Linked DNA regions of Callithrix jacchus: region 2 is linked to region 1. Evidence: chromatin contacts called from public Hi-C data. All regions are on one chromosome and are shown on one strand. The core of a region is the stretch at or near the end of the contact, and the rest is flanking DNA. Distances in the headings are between cores, read along the strand shown. Region 1 holds the start of RHAG (Rh associated glycoprotein). Region 2 holds the start of CRISP1 (cysteine rich secretory protein 1).

Region 1 (5,249 bases), core at 161-2,660:
AATTAAAGTGTGTGATGTACAAATGTATTTTTATAGCTAAGCATGTGAACCCACTCCTCTTGTGCTATGCTATAAGGAATAATGGAAATAGTCGCTTTTTTTCAAAGTGTTTGTATATTTATAGAATTTCAGAGATTGTTTATTCCTAACATATCACATTCTACTGTGGAAAATCATACCAGAAAGACCAAAAAATCCTGGTGCTTTGTTTTACAAATATTTGTTATAATGTAGACTTTGGCCTGGCAGTCATTTGCACGCTCTCTCCAAATTCTGCATAGAATATTTTGGAAATTGGGCTTCATGAAAGAAATTTTATTTAACTGGTAACTCTTGGTTCTCAAAAACAGGTTTATTCTGCCATGAGAACAATTCCATAGTGGAGACAAGAATTCCTCCACCCATATGATAGTTTTAAATTGCTTTGCATCTTATTTACACTTAACTATCTATCAGGATGATAGATTAGTTACGTTCCTGTTTAAGTTCAGTCTCTTTCTGTTTAAGACTAAAACATATATCACAACCCATTTGGGTACTTCCTTATTTACAGTTGTGCAAATCAGAGTAAGGAGTCAAGAAAAACTTCATAAATAAACAAAACTTCCCCTTGCAGTCCTATATATTCCTCATTGCTCATGGGATAAGATTTAACATCTAGCATCTTCAATATTGAATGTGAGGGACTTTACAACACGGCCACCTCCATTACAACATTATCTCTGCCACTTCCTCCTTTCCTCCTCATCTCTTTTAGGTTCCAGCTTTGCTTGACTAATGGCCATTTCCAAAACATGCCATGTTCTCCCAAGCTTTATACCATTTCCTCCATCTGTTTCACTTGCAAAACCCTGTTAATTTTTTAGTTCTTACATCGATATTATTTTATATGCTAATGTTCTTGGCCTAAGGCAAAAAGTATCACTGCCTTATTTACGTTTCCTAATACTTTCATAACCACTATTATATCACTTATACGTTTTTTTATAATCATTTGCTTATATTTATGTTTTTCCAACTAGATCCTTAATTTCCTCAAGAAGTTAATAGACCAATTCTATCTTTTTCTTTAAATTCATGGCTTCTACGAAGCCTACCACAATGTTTGGCATACAATAAGCCCTCAAGAAATGTCTACTAAACTGAGTTAAACATGATTCTAGAGACCTATCCGATAGATCATTGGCATCACCCAGCTTCTCACAACTTCATTGCATATTCTTCAAATCAACATTTAGAATAACTATTAGATTACAGAGCATAATTTTCCCCAGTGGGTGGAGCATTTTAACCAGTCTTGCCCATTTTTTTTCTTGTGATGTCATCGGGGTTCCTTGAACATGCAGTAAAATTCTGCACACAGAGCAGTCCTTTGTTCTTATCAACATCTCACAGCCTGTGAAGCTCTCAGTGTGCCTCTGTCCTTTGCCACAAACATGAGGTTCAAATTCCCTCTCATAGCCATAGGCCTGGAAATTTTCATGATTGTTTTATTTGGATTATTTGTTCAATATGAAACGGACCAGCATACTCAGCAGCGCAACATCACCAAGCCAACAGACTTGGCCACATTCCTTGAGTTATATCCTCGTGAGTAGGCAATTTACTACTTCCTATACATTTTTGGGTTCTTCAGGTTCTCAGAATATAAAACCATTGAATACTGTAAACCTTTGAGCTCCTTGTAGAATTACATGATAGTTATGAGTGCAACATATTTCCACTATGGCATTTGGCCTTCTACTCTGTGATTAAGGTGTTTGGTTAAAACTTTTTTCTATTAAAATATCAGAACAAGAAGCTGAACATTAAAATAATTGATGCTTTTTGTATTGATTATCTACTGCTAAATGACCTTCTTTTTCCCTTCAGTTAGTCACTAGCTCTGCAAAGAAAAGTATCACACCTCCTTTGCATTCCCCACTGAAAGGGCCAAAGATAACTTTGGATGAAAGAGAGTTCTAAGAAAATGGAGTTATAAGAAGAGGACCCTAGATTTTATGTGGAATTTGATTCCAAAGAATGAGAAGGGGTATTTAGTATGTTGTAGGAAGTTAATGGAGTTTTCATTAAAAAGATGTACTCAGGGTTTTATAATATTCTGAAAGGAAGTTGTTTATTTCCTTTGAGATGAAAAGAAATGTGTGAATACCTACCATATTTAAAAAGAAAATTCTTCTTTTGAAATGACGACTGAGTGAAGAAAGAAATGTAATTTCAAGTTTGGATGGGCAGGCTGTAAAATAGTTAATACAACAATGACAACTACCATTTATTGAGTCTTTATTATGAACCAGATGCATACATTACCTCATTAAGCAGGAAGGGAGACAGTAGTATGTCACCATTATATAGACTACTTACTTTTCTTAAGTAAGGCTCAAATAATTTTAAAAATATAAAAATTATTTAAAATAATATAATGTTTATTACAGTTCACAGCATATGTCTAAGCTTTTAAAAAACAGTTTGATACTCCCTTTTATTTCTACATTTTTTGAGGTAATTAGTATCATGGGGGTACTCCCACGAAGAAATTATGGCCTAAGTTTGCTAAGTGACTTAGTAAAAATACAAAATTGAAAATTAAGGACAGACTTAGGATAGTAAGACGGAAAAAACTAGACTCCAAGTCTAGTTGTATTTACACTGCATAGATGTTTAAGAGGGTTCTTGATTAAATAAGTATTATAATTTCCAAGTTAGAGAATAAAACAAAAAAATTATGTTCAACTATGTATGCTTTTGTATACTACATTCATTCATTCATTTACTCATTTGGTAAATATTAAGTACTAAGCCTGTGCTACAGCAAACTTATTCAAAAATAAAACAAATATGATTCTTTTATTCTAAGACTCCACTATCTGGCACATCTGTAAATAAAAGATGAAATATGATATTAAAAATGCCAAAAATATGATCTAAGATTAGCATGATTTACACAAAGTCATCTTAAGACTTTAAGAGCTTAATAATTGCATGATTCAAGCTGAACTTTCTAAGTTTCAGCATCAAAGGTCCTAGGTAAAACTTCAATTCACAATTTGAAATCAAAACCAAGTTGAAGAAAAGTCGCTAAACATGGTCATTTTTCAGTAACCTAACAATAGATAAATAATTTTTGGATATCTACAGTACAGCATAATGATGACAGTTAACAATACTGTATGGATATTGTAATTTGCTGAGGGGATATCTTGTTCCCCCACACACATGCGCACACACACAAACACACACATATATACACACACAATGGTAACAATGTAAAAGTAATAGATGTGTTAACTAGCCTGATTGTAGTGATCATTCCACAAAGTATATGTATATCTAAATGTCAATTTGTATGTCTGAAATATATGTAATTTTATGTCAATTATATCTTGATAAAGCTGTTTAAAAATATAGTTTAATAGTCACATCACTCTTCTACACCACTTGTAAGAAACATAAAAATTGATTTTATGATTCATGAAGAAAATATTTATTAAGCTCCCAATTCTTGCAAGTAATCTCCAAATCTCTCAAGCTTTTAGGCACTAAAAAGTGAATCAAACAAACAAAATGGGATTCTATTGTGTATATGTGCCACATTTTCTTTATCTATTCATCCACTGATGGATACTTAGGTTGATTCCATATCTTGGCTATCGTGAATTGTGCTGCATAAATGTAAGAGTGCAGGTATCTCTTTCTCTTCAACATATTGATTTCCTTTTCTTTGTAAATTTACCTAGTAGTGAGATTGCTGGTTCATGTGATAGTTCTATTTTTAGTTTTTTGAGAAACTTCCATATTGTTTACATTATAATTTACATTCCTACCAACAGTGTGTAAGAATTCCCTTTTCTTTGCATGGAGGTAGAGAGTCGAATGATGATTACTAGAGGCTAGGAAGGGTGTTGGAACAGGGAATGTGATGAGGAAAGTTTGGTTAATGAATATAAATATACAGTTAGATAAAAGGAATACGTTTTAGTGTTCGTTAGTATGATAAGGTGATGGTAGTTAACAACAATGTGTTATATATTTCCAGATAACTAGAAGAGAAAATTTGAAATGTTTCCTATACAAAGAAATGATAAATGTTCAAGGTGATGGATATCCTGAATAACATGATTTGATTATTACACATCACATGCATTTATCAAAATACCATCTACATGTATACCATAAATGTATGTAAATATTATATATCAATTTTAAAAAGGAAAGTAAATGAAAAAAAAGACAAAATGGGCAAAGTCCATATCCTCACAAAGTTTACATTCCAGGGAGGAATGCAGACAAGGAGATGTGTGACCAGACACATCTCAATGTGTAAATGTATTCCATATATTTAGATGGTTTAAAAAAATGCCATTTCTAGAAACAAAGCAAGATTAGAGATATAAATGCATTTGGACAAGAGAAGATGTATTTTTAGCCTCTCTTCACCAGGATTATGTGAGAAAACAAAGCAGCTGGCATATACATATAAGAAATAGAAGACAAAAGGAGAGTTTTGATACTGAATAAGTCTCACAAGATCTGATGGTTTTATAAAGGGGAGTTCCCCTACACAAGATCTCTCACCTGCCACCATGTAAGACACAGTTTTGCTCCTCATTCGCCTTGCATCACAATTGTGAGGCCTCCCCAGCAATGTGGAACTGTGAGTCAATGAAACCTCTTTGCTTTGTAAATGATCCAGTCTCAGGTGTGTCTTTATTAGCAGCGTGAGAACAGACTAATACAGTAAATTGGTACCAGTGGAGCAGGATGCTGCTGTAAAGATAGCCGAAAATGTGAAAGCAACTTTGGAACTGGGTAACAAGCAGAGGGTGAAACAGTTTGGAAGGCTCAGAGGAAGACAGGAGGATATGGGAAGGTTTGGAACTTCCTCAAGACTTATTAAATGGCTTTGACCAAAATGCTGATAGTGAAATGGGGAGCTTGTTGGGAACTGGAGTAAAGATGGCTCTTGCAGAGAGGCTGGTGTAGGGTTTGCCCCTGACCTAAAGTTCTATGGAACTTTGAACTTGAGAGAGATGATTTAGGGTATCTGGCAGAAGAAATTTCTTAGCAGCAAAGCACTTGAGAGGTAACAGAGCATAAAAGTTTAGAAAATTTTCAGCCTGATGAAGCAGTAGAAAAGAAAAACTCATTTTCTGGGGAGAAACTTAAGCTAGCTGCAGAAATTTGCATAAGTAACCAGGAGCCAAATGTTCCCCCATCACCAAGATGATGGGCAAAATGTCTCCAGGGCA
Region 2 (5,426 bases), core at 2,746-5,245, 270 kb before region 1:
ATCCTTGCATCCCTAGTATAATCATGGTGCATTATCTTTTTCAAGTGCTGTTGGATTTAGTTTGTTAGTATTTTGTTAAGGAACTTGGCTTCTATGTTCATCAGGAATATTGGCCTATAGGTTTCTTTTTCGTTGCAGCCTTGTCTGGTTTTGGTATCAGAGTAACACCAGCCTCTTAGAATAAATTGGGGCAACTTTTCTTGAATTTTTTTGGAATAGTTTGAGAAGAACAGATATTAGTTCATCTTTGAAAATTTGGTGTAATTTAGCAGTAAAATCATCTGATCCTGGACTTTGCTTATTGGTAAAGTTTTTATTACAGTTCAATCTCATTACTCATTATTGGTCTGCTCTGGTTTCTATTTCTTTCTGATTCAATCTTGGTAGATTTATGTCTCCAGGAATTTATTATTTTCTCTAAAATTTTCAGTTTGTCAGTGTATAGTTATCCGTGGTTATCTCATGATTGTCTCTATTTCTGTAGTGACAATTGTAGTATCTTCTTTTCAATTTCTGATTTTGCTTATTTGGGTTTCCTCTTTTTTATCCTGGTCACTCAACCTACTCGTTTACCAGTTTTGTTTCCTTTTCAAAAAATTAACTTTCCATTTTGTTGATCCTTTGTATTATTTTTAAGTCTCTATTTTGTTTAGCTCTGCTCTAAACTTTTTGATTTCTTCTGCCAGTTTTGGGTTTGATTTGTCCTTATTTTTTTTAGTTCTTGAGATGCATTGTTAGATTGTTTTTTAAAATCTTTCTTGTGTTTGAGATAAGTGTTTATTACTATAAACTTGCCTTTAACACTGCTTTTGCTCTGTCCCCATTAGTTTGGGTATGTTATGTTTCCATTTTTATTTTTTTCAAAAAATTGTTTGATCTCCTCCTTAATTTCTTTCTTAGTCCGGTGGTCATTCAGGAGCCTGTTTAATTTCCATGTTTTGTACAGTTTCCAAAGTTCCTCTTGTTATTGATTTCTCATTTTATTTCATTGTAGTTAAGAGAAGATATTTGATATCATTTCAATTTTTAAAAATTTGTTGAGACTTGTTTTGTTTTCTAACTTATGGTCCATCCTAGAGAGTGTTTCATGTGCTGATAGGAGGAATGTGCACTTTGTAGCTATTGAATACAATGTTCTGCAAATGTCTGTTAGGTTCATTTCATTGAATGTACAATTTAAATCCAATGTTTCTTTGTTAATTTCTGCCTAGATTATCTGTCTAATGTTGACAGTGGGGTGTTGAAGTCCCCACTATTGTCATATTGGAGTTTATATCTCCCTTTAGAGCTAATAATATTTGCTTTATCTATCTGGGTGCTCCATTGTTGGGTGCACATGTTTAGATTTGTTACATTCTCTTGCTGAATTGATCCCTTTATCATTACATAATGACCTTTTTTGTCTGCTTTTGCTGTTTTTGACTTTAAAAATCAGACTTAAAGTCTGATTTATCATATATAGCTAAAGATATTCCTGCTTGGTTTTGGTCTTCATTTGTACAGAATATCTTTTGATATCCCTTTACCTTCAATCTATATCTATCTTTACAGGAGAGAGAGCTTTTTTATAGACAGAATACAGCTGGGTCATAATTTAATTCATTCAACAAATATATATTTTTAAGTGGAAAATTTAATCCATGTGCATTCAATGTTTTTATTGATATCTCCTTTTATTAGTTGATTTCTATTTGTTTTGTATATTTTTGGTTTCCTTTTTCTCTTATTGTTTTTCATTGTGGTTAGGTGGTCTTATGTAGTGATAACATTTGAGTTCTTTCTCTTCCTTATTTGTATTTGCTCTACCAGTGGGTTTAATACTTTTGTGTGTTTTCATGATGGTAGATATCTTTTCACTTCCATGTGTAGGACTCTTAAGCATTCCTGGTAGAGCCAGTCTAATTAATGGTAGTAAATTCCCTCAGCTTTTGCTTATCTGGACAATACTTTTTTTTCATCTTTCATTTATGAAGGACAACTTTCTTGGTTACAGTATCCATGGGTGGAAGTTGTTTCTTTTTTTTTTTTTTTTCTTTAAGCACTTGTTAAATGTATAATCTCTGGGAGCAACAGCTAGCTGTAGCAGATGCTACAGGTGAGAAATGTCAATGCAGTTCCGGATGTGGATATGTAAGGACTGTTGGCCCCTGTGCAGGATGCAGCTGGGTTGGAAATAGACTGTCAATAAAACACCTTTCCATAGCTGCCTAGGACTCAAGAGTGTGTAAAACCCATGGGACCTACCATGAACAATCCTCTGGAACTATGCCTTTGTGCAGTCTCCAGGCAACTCTCTGTTAGTCTCAGGGGTCTGTGAGGGCCTAGGGGCATCCCAATGGCTAGGATGCAGAAGTCCATGGTGAAAATGTGCCCTAGTGGGGGTCACTCACTTACCCTTTGCATGCATTAAGGAGCCTTTCCAGGCTCCCAGCCTATCCCAACTGAGCACACTGCCATGTTTTTCTCTCTTTCCTTGGTTTAGGTGTTTCTTCTCTGTTGAATACGAGATGGTCTATTTGAATTTTAATTATCTATTTCTTATTTTGGTACTTCTTTATAGAGAAGGCAAGTGCCAGATGCTTAGTCTGCTATTTTAAAGGCCCTCCCCTCAGAATCTACCATTTAGTTTACTTTTTTTTCAATTACTTCAGGGTTAAAATTATCTGCTTTACTAGATTTTTTGAGGATTAGTAAGAGAAAGGGACATTTCATCACCTATGTCACCATATTATAATAAATCCTGACATGAAAGGTTATGTTAATATTTGGAGGGAGAAAGAAAGGAAAGGAAATAGATGAAAAAGAGTGATAAAGGTGAGATTGCTTACATGTGCTTGTTTCTGAAAGAATTGATTTAGAGAGTTCTCTCTCATATTAAGCATGTCTGGCAGTAAGCAGGGGATGTGTGAGAGCAATGGTGAACTACATCATTGGGTGAAAAAGCATGAGTAATTGCACTGTATTATTCTGCACAAATTTGTTACCTTGCTCTTTAAAAGTGTTTGGTTTTATAAAATAAAAACCAAACTTAGCCTGTTTTGCATCTCACACAGCAGAATTAATTCAGAAATAAACTTAGCAGATGGTGAAAAGAAGGTGCCAACCGAATTTAATCGTCTATATTTATTAATATCTTAGAGTTAGCTAGCTATGTTAACTAAAAATAAAGAAGGTACATTTGCTCTGATTTTTCTGACTCATAATGACAGCCATGCTTAGCAAGGTGATCAGATATTATAGAATATCTCTAAGTCACTTACATAAATTAGTTGTAACAAATTATTCCTCTACTTTGTAGCTGATGGAGAGTTTAAATCAAATCTTTCTGTGTTCTTATATTAGTTTCTTCTCGCTATTATAACAAGTTACCAGAAATTCAATGTTCTAAAATAAATAGAGGTTTATTATCCTATTGTTCCAGAGATCAGAAATTCAAATAAGTTTCACTGGGCTAAAATCAGGTTGTCAACAGGGAAACTCTAAGGGCAGAATCTGTTTCTTTACCTTTTTCTATGTCCAGAAGCCATCTATATTCCTTAGCTCAGAGTATCTTCCTTGTCTTCAAATTCAGTATGACTGGTCAAGTCTGTCTCGTGCTCATCACTGACGTTGACTCTTCTGACTTCCTCTTCGACATTAAATACCCTTATGATTATATTGGGTCCACCCAGATATTTCAGGACAGTCTCCCTACTTTAATGTTAGCTGATTAGCAGTTTGAATTCCATATGCTACCTTAATTACCTTATGTCACACAATATAACATATTCAAAGGTCCAGGGATTAAAACAATTTATATTTTTGAGAGTCTATTATACTTCTAACAACAGTCCTGTCTTCCTATATGGGTCCCACATTAAACCTTGTTCAGATCCTGAAGGTTTCTTTTGGAAAAAAAAAGTGCAAACACATATAAAAGTGGTTCAAATAAGGTTTATACAAGATGTTATCCTATGAGTTAAGAATAATCTAAAATTGTGTTATTTTTTCTTTTCAGGGATGGCAATTAAACACCTCGTGTTTTTGGTTGCTGCTGCTTGCTTACTGCCTATGTTGGCCATGAAAGTATGTGAGGGTTGTATGTTTCATAATTACTTTCTAAATAAAGCTAAGAGTTAACACTTAAATCTAATTCACTATGTTAGATGCACTGTTGTAAGGCCACTACACCCATTACTCACTCTGTTTCCACAATAGCCCTCTTAGGCAAGTGCTCATCTTAATACCATATTATTAAGAAAAGAACCAAAGAAAGGGAAGGGTGAGTCATATGGCTAATACCTGAGAAGTAGAACATCGCAGGGCCTGAAATTATACTTAATCAGTTAGGTCCATATCTATTTCACTGCAGCCCCTCTGGATAATACAAGCAAAAAAGCACAGATAAACTATATAAGTTTTTACTATAATAAGAATTTAAAATGTCAAAATTAAATATAAAATGGAAAGGTGCCAACAGCACAGAGTGACGTGAGGAGCCGTAAGTGATGGTATCAAGATATATGACCTGAATCTCACTCATTCTTAAAAACAACAATTTTAACTGTCACAAAACAGAAGTAAAACTCTTAGTGATATAATATTTTATGATCAGAGAATAATATCCACCTTTAAATAACTTGAATGATATAAAGAAAATAATATATATTTTAATTTACTCAAAACTTTATGACAAATTGAAATAAATAACTTTGGTATAGAAAATGAGTGGCTTTTATATTTTCATAGCCCAGGTAAGAGAAGTAAGAAATAAAAGGCACTTAGTTTTATGGTTAAAAAAAAATCCTTAGGCATTAGGCTATTCGGGTGTTGGTTTGGTGTTTGGATCCTATTACTCACTCCTCTTCCCCAAAGAGAGACTAGGTGGAGCTCATGTTTAATGTCCAGTAATCCTCCAGTAAGCTGGAATTAGAGTCCTCAGTAAGACTTCTTCCTTTCCTCTGATTATCTGATCATTTTACTTCCCCACCGTGAAAGGGTGATTTTTATGCTTCATAAGGAAAAAGCTAACCTGAAGCATAGCAACCACTCCAGAGGAGGGGACAAAGGCAAACAGTCAGAAACCTATATTTACCATCAAGACCTAGTACTAGGCTGTCTAGACCACTTAGGCCCAGTTCTGGGAAACAGCCTAGCCCAGATTGCCATGTGAAAGAAGAAATTAGTATCACTAGTTAAAAGTCCAGAGCAAAGAGGAGATAGGTAGAACTCCTCTCATCCAAGAGAAACCATACCCAATTCACTTTTGACCAAGAATATAAAAGAAAAAGTGGAAAGCATTGACAAAACAACATGTTTATGTCCTATAACAGAGAATTATTAGAATATTTTCATTCATTTTATAGACAGCTTGGTCATAAAATAAAGGCCTAAGAATTTTAAATTTAAAGCAGATGATAAATTAAGTACCCAACACAAATTTATTA

What was found. A called contact is a pair of places that touch in the nucleus more often than the background predicts.
Region 2: a Hi-C map of induced pluripotent stem cells shows a contact between it and region 1, with 2.5 times the contacts expected there. The contact joins the promoter of CRISP1 here to the promoter of RHAG in region 1. A contact is called at or near these places in 3 of 3 Hi-C or Micro-C datasets (induced pluripotent stem cells and skeletal muscle).

The regions. Positions count from the first base shown.
Region 1 is chr4:57,880,939-57,886,187 of calJac240_pri, reverse strand. RHAG (Rh associated glycoprotein) reads left to right here and starts at 1,410. Exons shown (of 10, transcript XM_002746609.7): 1 at 1,410-1,590. The coding sequence starts at 1,437.
Region 2 is chr4:58,150,625-58,156,050 of calJac240_pri, reverse strand. It overlaps CRISP1 (cysteine rich secretory protein 1), which reads left to right and starts at 3,995. Exons shown (of 7, transcript XM_002746635.5): 1 at 3,995-4,065. The coding sequence starts at 4,000.